Linked DNA regions of Bombyx mori: region 1 is linked to region 2. The links are chromatin contacts, called in public Hi-C maps. All regions are on one chromosome and are shown on one strand. The core of a region is the stretch at or near the end of the contact, and the rest is flanking DNA. Distances in the headings are between cores, read along the strand shown. Region 1 holds the start of LOC101744911 (BRISC complex subunit FAM175B). Region 2 overlaps LOC101744387 (cytosolic purine 5'-nucleotidase).

Region 1 (5,905 bases), core at 1,516-4,015, 35 kb after region 2:
TTATATATATTTTTTATTTACCCACAACAAACTTTGGCTTCTTCAAGTAAATAATTACAAATTCTTTAAAATCATCAAAACTACACAAGTGAGATAGATGTCTCATTCTTGTATTAATTAATTGATAAACACAAGAAAATTCAAATAAAACTGTTGACCATTTATTAACATGATTTATAGCTGACGAAGACAAAAAAGAATCTTTTGTATGAAAGAAAGCAATAGCCTAATTTACTAAACAGTGCACATATGAAATGCAAATAAGTGTTCATTTATATGCCTAATTTTTTTTAAAATATTATTGATTCATAAAATCGCTAGTTTACTGAATAAATAATATTGTAGAGTACACGAGATTATACAAGAAGTGTTTATTTACAATTAAAAAAGCTCCTTTAAAAATATTTCAATTATGGCCAGAAACGATACTGTAGTATTAATGTTTTTAAATATACAATAAACATAATTTAATATTTTTGTCGTCGTAAATTTAAATGTGCGCTTCTATCAAAATTGTTACGAGCACCGCGCAACTAATTTTAGAAGTGGACATTTCAATGACTCATGATAACTTATATAGTAAAAATCTTATTTTTTTAGTTACGTAAATGGTTTGATTACGGATTAAGAAGAAAATTTCAAATACCCACCGCTTGCAAATATATGGAATAAAATTTTTACAATCCTCGGCTACCACCTTCCAAAGACCGAGATTTTCTTTTGAAATATTGAATTTGAATATTTCTCGCAATTATTTGACATATGTTTATTTTTCAGTTACGTTCTGTCCTGGATTCTTGTCTTTTAGGTAAATCTTCATTAATTATTACTAAATCATAAATACATTTTGTGCCAGATATCCACTTAATTTATTTGAAATTGGTTGTGATTGTATAGGTGATTATAAATGTTATTTTTCATTACAAAAGTTTTCAATTTAATTTACAATTTATACTATTCTGGAACTATATCTATAGTTACAAAAGTAGTAATAGTAGTTTTTTTTTTTTGATACCTAAGCTGATAGCCTTGAGAGGCTATATCAGCGTCGCCTTAACTAGTAGGTGAGCTCACGGGGCTCAAACCTGATGACGTTGCTAACACGAACCCTAGCAAGAGCCTTGCTTCGCAGAATCTACCACCGGATCGGAAACGCGACTCACTGAGAAGATCCGGCGAGAAACTCAGTGGGCTGTGTCTGAGAGTTAATTTACTCGTCGAGCCCTTCGTCGTAAGCGACGGGTTCGACAAGAACGATGACCGATGCTTGAGGTACCCAAAAGCACCGTTAGTGGATCGGGAGGATCCGAAATGACGTGCTTTTTTTTATTTTTTTTATTGCCTACATGTGTGGACGAGCTCACAGCCCACCTGGTGTTAAGTTGTTACTGGAGCCCATAGACATCTACAACGTAAATGCGCCACACACCTTGAGATATAGTTCTAAGGTCTGAGTATAGTCACGAAACGCATTACTGCTTCACGGCAGAAATAGGCGGGGCGGTGGTACCTACCCCTGCGGACTCACAAGAGGTCCTACCACCAGTAAACCGTGCTTGGGGCGACGTCGACTGCTTTCCATTCTTTCCGCAGGATCAGGAATGTAGTTACCGGCGGCCACGATGAGAGGGTTCTCGTGTCGTGCCGCTTTATCAAAGTGGCGCATCGACGCCGACTGCAGATACTTACTAATGGGCTCTAAGTCCAGGTCGTCATGGGGTCGACGTTCCTGACGAACCACGGAGCTCCAACGGCTATTCTGCAAAAACGGGATTGAATGACTTGGAATGATTTTAAGTTAGTGCGGGCCGCGTGAGCGAACACACTTGCATAGGTCATGACGGGGCGTATGCAAGTTTTGTAGAGTGTCACCTTATTTCTAAGGGACATTTTACTTCGCCTGCATATCATCGGGTAGAGGCGTCCTAGTATGAAGGCGGCACGGCCGCGTACCGTCTTTATGTGGGTAGTAGTAGTAATATGATACATTACTATACTAATGAACAATTAAAATTTCTTACGGAATCCAGAATAATGATTTGCAGTGAAACTAAAATGCTGTTATTTTTAAGAAAATTTCAACTTTGCGTAAAAAACTATTAAAATATTAGAAGAAATTTAAATCTTTATTGTTTAAGTTGTCTAATGCCTAGCTCTTTTTGGCAGCATCGCTAGTAGTGAGGCTACGTTAATTTTTTATTTTGTTAACTTAATGTCTTTTTAGGTCAGTTTAATAATAGTAATTAGTATCTTATTTTGAATCTGTTGAAGTATAGACGTGAGGAGGATTAAAAGAAATTTTCTGGACATAGGTTTCCGGGTTTTTTCAAAAAGGAGCTTGATCTTCTAGTAACTTCTAACCTTATCACTAAGAGAAAGCCTGGTTTTATATAACTTTTTTTAAATCCATTTCTTGTTGTTGGAGTTTGAATATAAATGTAAGGGCAGGCAACAGATTACAGATTTCGAATATTAGAATTATTTTAAATGTTTAAAAACAGATGATTGTCTTCTCGTAAGAAAATGTCAGTACTTCTCATCTAGATACGGTCAAAGCAACATGTAAGCGTTTTATAAAAATATATAGATAATAAATTTATAATGGTGTAAAAGTGTTCAAACTATCTGCAATATAATTATAATGAAGCAGTGTGTTTTTAAATAGCCCCTCATCAACCTACAGAACCCAATCCCCTCAAATTTAACCGTTCAATGCTTGTAATTTCAGATCAATTAAATTGGTTTAATTCTGTCCTGTAGCAATTTTCATTCATTAGTTTGGATTGTATGAGCTAACTTCCGTTTGTTTCAAACAACAAGCAAGGGAAGCAAAGGGAGCAATGTCAATGTCACAGACGACATCACGTGACCACAGACGTCTCGTCAACAGTTGCAGCGTGTATAATCTATGGTTGCAGCTAATGATTTTGTTTAGCTCATTAAACAATTAACCATATATAATGATAACTGTTGTGTAATGTAACAATCGTAGAAATAATAATTAAACTTAGTCCTTAATATAGATATGGCTTACACAGAAAAGGTGTCGCTTAGCGGCACCGCACTGTCATTTTTGTTATATGAATGTGTAAATTCAGGATGCAGTCAGGTACACATTTTTTAGTAATTAATTATGTTTCAATGTAGTTTTAGGTACGTAATAAATTGAATCTCAAATTTTTTATATGTTCTCAGGAAGGTTTTCTAGTTGGAGATATAACATCTCAAATAACCAATCACATATCAGACTCTCAAAGTGATAATGCAAGGCTTGATACTCAAATCGTTATTAGAACTGTATTACCGCTGCCTTCGGTGTCACTTTTCTATTTTCCAACTGGAAGAATAAAAGAAGAAGTGTTGTCTGAATTACTCTCTAATACTGCCAAAGAAATTGTTGGATGGTACAAATATAGAAAGAATACCAACATCAAACCTACATTTCGAGATAAGTTAATTGCAAAAGGTCTACAAAAATACTTTGAAAAATATCATGGGAAGAAAACATTTGTAACTTGCAATCTAACAAACAGAACATCTTCTGCTGCATCAACCCACACATTTACTTACAGATTTGGAAAAATCAATTGTTTTGATATGTATGAATATATTGAAGATGTCACAGGTAATTTAGGTGAAAAAGTAACAGGCTACAAAAGAGCACATCAACTACCAGCAAATTGTGTATTCAATAAAATTGTAAAAGAAACAAATGTTCAGAATACAAACACAACTGAAGCAATACTGAGCATACAAGAAGCAGTTGATGTTAGGTTGATGATGGAAGCAAAAATTGCAGCAAAAAATGAAAGCACAATCAGGGAACTTCAGGCAGAAATAAAACAAATGACTTCTATTTTGACCGACAAACAGTCAGTAGAATTGTATGCTTCATATAGTAAAATGATTGAAGAAGAGACTCAGAGACAGAAAGCTGATATGGTTAAAGCTTGTGCGGAAGCCTTGAAAGCACCACAAAAACTAGATATGATGACCATCAACAATCTCAAAAATATGGCATCGACTAGCGGTCAATCGGCACAAGGAGAAAGTACAGCAGGTGTGGATGATGTTCCCAGTGATCGAAACCCAAGTCCATGCTTAATAACTACAAGTCCAACAAAGCAAATACTCAATTATGCAGCAGCTCTAAAAAATAGAAGTGACATGCCATCAACAAGTGTAAGTATAGTATGACCATCCCAAAAATTTCCAATAGATTTTAAAATATTATGTGTGTATAACATTAGCTCACAAATTTCTTCTCTGTCTCCCGACAAATCGTAAAAGTATGCCTACCCACTGTAGTTAGTATGTAGTTACTTACTGTAATACTTAGCAGTTGCTTGAATTACTTGACTGAAAATGATTATGATAATCTAAATATAATACAAAAAATAATAAAATTATTTATTTATTCTTCCAGAAAGACACTACAATGAGTGAAGACTTAATTACATTTGATGTGGAAGACAGAAGATATATAAAAAAGACTATTGTTTTAAACAATGATGTGAAGTGTTTTGGTGATAGTTCACCAGAGTACTAAAGTGCCTTCTTAAAATCCTTTACACTAAACCTTTACAATAAACAATTGTTCAGTTACCACAATTACTTCAATAGGTTACTATAATTTACTTAACTATATTAATAACACATGTATACTTTTAAAACTTTAATCTCAATAATGTGTCTTCAGAATACAATGCAACATTAACTTGAATATATGTTTTCAACCAACATATCTTATGGTATCTATAAAAATATTGTAATAATTTTGATAGTGAAAATGATTATTGTAAATGCTACTTGACATGGGAATAATTGATTTTATACGGAAGTAAGCTATTGTTTATTGTACTGTATTTTTAGCAGAAAGAAGAGTTTAAGATAAATGTAAATATAAATAAACTCTAAATTTTTGGAAAATAAATGATACATTTTGTAAGAATATAACCCAGACTAACAAATTTGTTTTCATTTTCTCTTGCATATAAGAGAAAAAAAATACTCTTGATTTTTCTCTTGGAATTTTTTCAAGTTTTTATTTTTATTCAAGCACAAACTCAATTATTTCTTTATTTTTGAGTCTCAATTATTTCTTTATTTTTAAGTGAACTTATGAATATTTATGTAAAAGTTGTAAAATGTCTATATGAATAAATTGAATTAATAATCCTCCACTCCATTGGAATGTGGTACAATACATATGTGGAAAGTCCATAATATCAACTTTATTTAGTGTCTGTCTGTTTGATTTAATTTTTTGATATTTCAGCTTTTGTACTCTTAAAAACCTATTATTATAAACCACAAGTTACCAACTCATTACCTCATTGTTGTGCATTTGATAAATGAATAAACTGCAATATAGTACAATAGCTATAATTACTAGTAAAAGGAGGCCCACTCTGTCAAAACATTCTTCGAGAGACAAAAAGATTATGCAAAGATTAAAGCATTAACATTCACACCCTACCTCGTAAGTGGTACCGCAGACAGTAGATGTCCCAAGGTCGTAGTCTCAAATAACCTTTTTAAAATGGTTGGCAGACTTCAACACCTACTTTTGGCTGTTTCGCAGCAGAAATAAACTTGATGGTGAATGATTTTCCTACTTGTTTATCTTGATGATATTGCTTTTTGTACTTATTAATTTCAAATGTACATACATTTTTACGTACCTCATATTTCTAACACAGAGTATACTATCACAATATCCAGAATAGTATTTACTATGGTACAGCTTGTAAGGTACAAATGAGGCTATTTATTTTATAACCGATTTCAAAAAAAAGAGGCTTTATGATCGAGTTTATGAAATTTAAGGATTTAAAAAAAAAACATATTTCTAAAACAATATTTTTGTTTGCCTCCCTCTGATATACTCACGAGGTAGTTTCAT
Region 2 (5,584 bases), core at 2,053-4,552:
CAACAATGCCTAAAGTATATAGTGAAAAACTTCAATTAAATTATTATTTTTGCATACTTGTTTTTTATTTTGTCACCTGGAAACGTATTTACACACGTGCACGTTGTGTAGGTAATGCGGAGGCGCATACTAGCTATTATGACGGCATATACTAGGTACTGCGGCGGCGCATACTAGGTACTGCGGTAGCATATATTAGGTACTGACCTGAGATGAGAAGAAGGTTTGTCTCGAACCGGAACGGAATAGCGAGCCGAGCATGCCGTACGCCAGATCCATCTTGTGCGTCACGTCGCGTATCGACATGCGGAGCTTGGATATATCCGGTTTCTCTTTTGTACTCGAATCCAAGTCTCTGTATAAATTTACAAAAATACATTTAAAGTTGTACGCCAATACGCTAGGCGCAAAAAGTTGTTTAGGCAATAAAAAATATTTATTCAAAATTTAAGAAAAAGTTTAATAGAAAGAAATCAACTTACGGAAACTACAAATGTAAGACCGAACAGATTATATGTTACAGTACAGATTATTTTGATTTCGGTCGCATGGAAACCCCAAATATAATTTGGAAGGATATAATAGCCGTCCAATTGAATTGTACTCTTAAGATCTCATCTCAAGATGGACAGCAGCACTCGCGTTCGGTGTCTAAGGCCGCTGGATAAGCGTTCCACAGCACACGAGCTGTCTCACGCAAATTATAATTTGCGTAATTACTGGTGGTAGGACCTCTTGTGAGTCCGCATGGGTAGGTACCACCACCGCGCCTATTTCTGTCGTGAAGCAGTAATGCGTTTCGGTTTGAAGGGTGGGGCAGCCGTTGTAACTATACTGAGACCTTAGAACTTATGTCTGAAGGTGTGTGGCGCATTTACGTTGTAGATGTCTATGGGCTCCAGTAACCACTTAACACCAGGTGGGCTGTGAGCTCGTCCACACGTCTAAGCAATAAAAAAAAAAGATATATAAACCGATACGTACTTGTACATATCGCCGAGCTGAACGTCGAGGGTCTGCAGCTGCGCGAACAACTGGCACTTGTCGGTCCACACGTGGAGCTCCTGAACCAATTCGGGCACAACGAGGAAGGTTCGCCAGCCGCCGATTTTCTTCGATTTGAGGATGTCCCCGAATATGTGATCGCCGATGTACAAAACGTCTTTGCCTTTGGCGCTGATCAGCTCCGTGAATACGTCACACGAGCCTACAGAAGATAGGTGTAAATATTAAGCATATAACATCTATATATTAATTCGTGAAGCAAAAAGTTTGTACCCCTTTGTGCGACAATGGCGCGGACGGAGGAGTATGAAATTTCCCACACTTATAGATAATAGAGAGGAATGCAGAATGTTAATATTTTTTAAAATTATGCATATCAAATACATTACTTTACTGACAAACTTTTCTTATTGGTTATAGTCTATGGTCAAATTGAGAATAGATTAAGTATGTATTGTTTGTCTTTATTAATATTTATCTAAAGTGTAGTCTTGGCGAAATATGTGATTATACTCGTAGAAGTAGTCTTTGACAATGGAATCATAATAATTACAAAGTTATAGTTTCAATAAACTATAGTCGAATTTCGACTACCGGGGGCCCACTAGTTTATATTATTAAGTGCGAAGCTATAGGATCAAAAAGTGATTGGTCGTACTAAGGCCCTAATTATTTTTAGTCACCGCGAATTAAATTGACAGTTATTTTCCGTTTCCCGTACTCCAATGTTAACGTGTCTATATATTATTATGTATAATATTATGCGTTCGACATTAATAGTGCGGAATGTAATCTTGGTAGATAAGTAAGAAGACGACACCAGGGTTGTCTTAAAGATAATTAAACGAGAATCTTTTATAAATAATTTATATCGTTTTTCGTTATTTTTGTCCGGTTGTCTATTTAATCTGTGGATGTAACTATGTTTAATAATATATATTCTTATATTGATATCGCTTGGTATTTTGGGTAAAAGGAAATTCAGTTGTTTGCATTCCCTTCATTAGTCACTGTCGTGGTTACGCCCGTTAACTAAAAATAGTATAAACCATTGTGTTATTAATTATAATTATATAGTATATTGTAATTCTATTACTAAACATGAAAGGACACAAAGTTTTAAGGATTTATTTACTGAATTTAAATATATTTTTATTATTTCGCTTGAAAATACAGATAAAAACTACATTGGCAACCCTTATCGAGTAAAAGTTTCAAGATCGTACCGATAACATTGAAAGGGTCACTGATAATGTTCGCACACAATACGTGCGTCGTCTTAATCCGAAAAATTACAATGTTATCACAAACTGACGTAACACTGGTTTCGATTACTTCACGAATTAAAAACAAAAAATTATTAACATTTTTTTTTCTTTTTCTTTGATAGCCCAGCAATGGCGTCAAATGTGGAAGTATCATTATAATAATATAATAAATAATTATTAAAATTATTTTCGAATCAGCCTCTGAGCAGATAGACCGACGTCACAATACATCGTCTTCTCGCATTAAAACGGTATAATCTCAAAACTTACTAATTTTACAGGAGAGTGTTTTAAAGGTTTAACATGTCATTGTGATATTTTTAATACTAATCATCTTTGCCACATTTATATTTATTTTTTACCAGTTACATTATCTGTATTTTAATGTAAGATAAAATTATATGTTAATTTTGTTAATAGTAGTCAAAATATAGGTAAACTAAAAAAACTAAAACTGAACTACGCTCTTTTGACAGTATTTATGAGAAAAATACTGGTAATACCAAATTGTTCCGCATATTTACTAAATTTCGAATATTTTTGGAAATTGTACACTTTTAATGCGAAAAGACATGCGTGTGTTACCATAGATTCCACAAAACGTTCATTGGGGAACCGGATTCAACTTATTTCGCGAAATTATCGCGCAAGCTTTACGAGCGCAACGTCATCGCGTGTGACGGACCACGAGCTCTAAACCGAGTGATGATAAATTTCCACGCCGATTCGGGCGACGGCTACCCGCTCCTCGTGGATGTGGAACCGGCGCGGTTACGGGTGCTTACAACATAATGGAATCATATAATTACACTAAGTAGCAACGATTAGCCTATGTCCAGCAGTGGACGTCTGTGGGCTGATAAGAAGTAACAACGATTAGCCATAAATGCTCTATAAATATAAGCGAAGACCCCCCCCCTCGGGTCATCGACCTTCGGTGTTTCTTCGACGGATCCCATCTCTAAGTTCATACAGTAGATATATAGAAACTTAGTATGTTCTGAATTAACATCAAATCGATTATATGAAACCACGTTTCGACGCTGTACGTCGTCACGTGTACTACACATTGATTACACAGTTACGCTAGTGTAATTACATTTATATAAGGTAATATCCTTATCTTTAAACAAAGCTGTTCAAAACATTCAAATTCTATTTCTATATGTGTTTAACGCAAAGACCGAATGAGCTGCTTGAACGAAAGAAAAAAACACCTAGTAGTACATTGTGACATGACAGAAGAAAGGCCATTATTGGTTTCTTTTTTTCCCTACCTATAGTGATAGCCTTGAGAGGCTATTTCACCTTCTCATTGACGTGTAGTGAGCTCACAGGGCTCAAACCGTAGTGTTGCTAACACTGACCCTAGCAACAGCAGTGCTTCGCAGAATCTACCACCGGATCGGAAACGCGACCCACTGAGAAGATCGGCGAGAAACTCAGTTTGCAAAATACTCGTATATCTCTATACATACATAACTAGTTCACTTCGAGATTCCTAAAAAAATAAATTGTAGGGGTATTGGCAGTTTAATAATAAACTTTAGAAGAGTTAGGTCGGATTTCAATGATTTCATTTGAAATATTGGTGACGATACTCATTTCGATATTTTTTTCAAATATTAGAGGGTAGTAAGCACTTGAAGAAATCGTAAAAACACACACACATAAATCAATTCGATTATTTCAAAAGATCCCTATTGCTGTTGAGAATTACCTCCTGAATAGACGGATCCCTCGTGCAGTGGTCCTACGTGATGTCCCATCTTCAGAGCGCCGGTGCGAGTGTCGACCTGCCTTAGAGTGGTTCCCTCGCCGAAGAACAGAGGCTTCTTAGCGTCCACTACGATCCAGTCGAAATAAGTCTTCCAGTTCCGGTGGGGCTCACCGACCTGAAATAAAAGAGAATCTGTTTTACACTAATCAAATGGCTTGAATTTCATCGATAATGGGTTTTGCACGAAAATTCATGAATCAATCAATATTTTTTTACACAATAAGACTGAATGAGGTGACTAACATATTATTTTATAATGTCAGAAATATAAAAAGTTTAAAAAAAAAATTGCGTCATTCCTGACAATAGAGGCGTATTGTGAACGGACTCGGATAGATACCACCATCCTGCCTATTTCCGTTGCGAAGCAATCAGTCTTCCGGTTTGAAGTATAAGACAAGCGTTCAAAAATATAATTGAAAACACGACATTTGAGAGGTAAATTATCACATGTAAAACATTTGAATACCATCGAATTTCAACTATATTTAAATCACGAATGATATATCTCTATAAATAAAGACATTTATTTCCAAATTCCAAAAAAAAAACGTCTGGAACGCGTACATCCGCTTCTCCGCGATTAAAATAAAAGGTTAAAATATAAAGGTTAAAATAAAACTAAACTACTTAATATACAAATACCAAAAGACTATAACGAATTTTAAATTTACAATCTAACATATCGATATCAAACTCGATGTATTATCGATAATCCCAGATACAAACATCAACCGGACTCACCTTAGCACCGTGCGGGAAATCGAATAGGTAATTCATGATTTTATCAGTGAAATTGTAATCGCTATTAGTTAGTATAAACAGTCTAGCTCCGCTTTCTCTTATCCTAGACAAGAACATTGGCAGTCTTTCGTCTTTCTTCAGGTACAAATCTAAGTTTTCCGTTGTTTTCTTCTTGAGATCGCCGTGTATGTGAACGTAGTCGACGGCATTTCGCACATCTTGGAAGATTGATTTGAAGGACATAGCTAGGTCGCCGCATCTCACTCCCGTCTTAACTCTGTCACATCAAAGAAACGTCTAATTAGTTCCTTCAATTCCCGGCGACATTAACAAGTCATAGCAGAAAAATAAATAGACTTAATTGCAATTGGAGACACGAATGATTTATCATTTTTTTTAAAATGGTAAAATAAAAGGTCATATGACACAACAAAGAATTTTAGGCTTTAAAATGTTTCGATTAAAATTCGTTTTAGAAATACCAAATTATGGATATGATGAAATAATAATTTACGACAACGCTATGAAGATTAATTAGTTACAAGTAAGAAAATGTAAAAGAATAAATGTATAAAATGAAACTGAAAAGCTATTTAAGACCGGACTGTCTTCGATTTGCACGATACTCGATTTTGCTCAGTACTTGATCTACCCACATCTTGAACAACAATTTTATTCAAAAAAAAAATCAATTGAGTCGTCATTTATTACATTTTCAAAAACTAAGTCACAACAAATTAAAATGTAAAACGATACTATTGATACATAATTATAATATAATATGTAT

What was found. A called contact is a pair of places that touch in the nucleus more often than the background predicts.
Region 1: a contact with region 2 is called in a Hi-C map of whole pupa, with 8 times the contacts expected there. The contact joins the promoter of LOC101744911 here to the enhancer-like site in region 2. A contact is called at or near these places in 2 of 7 Hi-C or Micro-C datasets (midgut and whole pupa).

What each region holds. Positions count from the first base shown.
Region 1 is chr23:8,885,153-8,891,057 of ASM3026992v2, forward strand. LOC101744911 (BRISC complex subunit FAM175B) reads left to right here and starts at 2,766. Exons shown (of 3, transcript XM_004932592.5): 1 at 2,766-3,109; 2 at 3,196-4,182; 3 at 4,427-5,905. The coding sequence starts at 3,026. The coding sequence ends at 4,549. It overlaps LOC101744387 (cytosolic purine 5'-nucleotidase), which reads right to left and starts at 1,165. Exons shown (of 13, transcript XM_004932588.5): 1 at 651-1,165.
Region 2 is chr23:8,849,694-8,855,277 of ASM3026992v2, forward strand. LOC101744387 (cytosolic purine 5'-nucleotidase) reads right to left here. Exons shown (of 13, transcript XM_004932588.5): 7 at 4,798-5,074; 8 at 3,994-4,168; 9 at 985-1,207; 10 at 208-355. Among protein-coding and RNA genes, the nearest start is that of LOC101746021, 16 kb to the left of the region's middle. Within about 2 kb of position 3,303, at least 6 of the 8 cell types and tissues checked have open chromatin away from gene starts, as enhancers often do.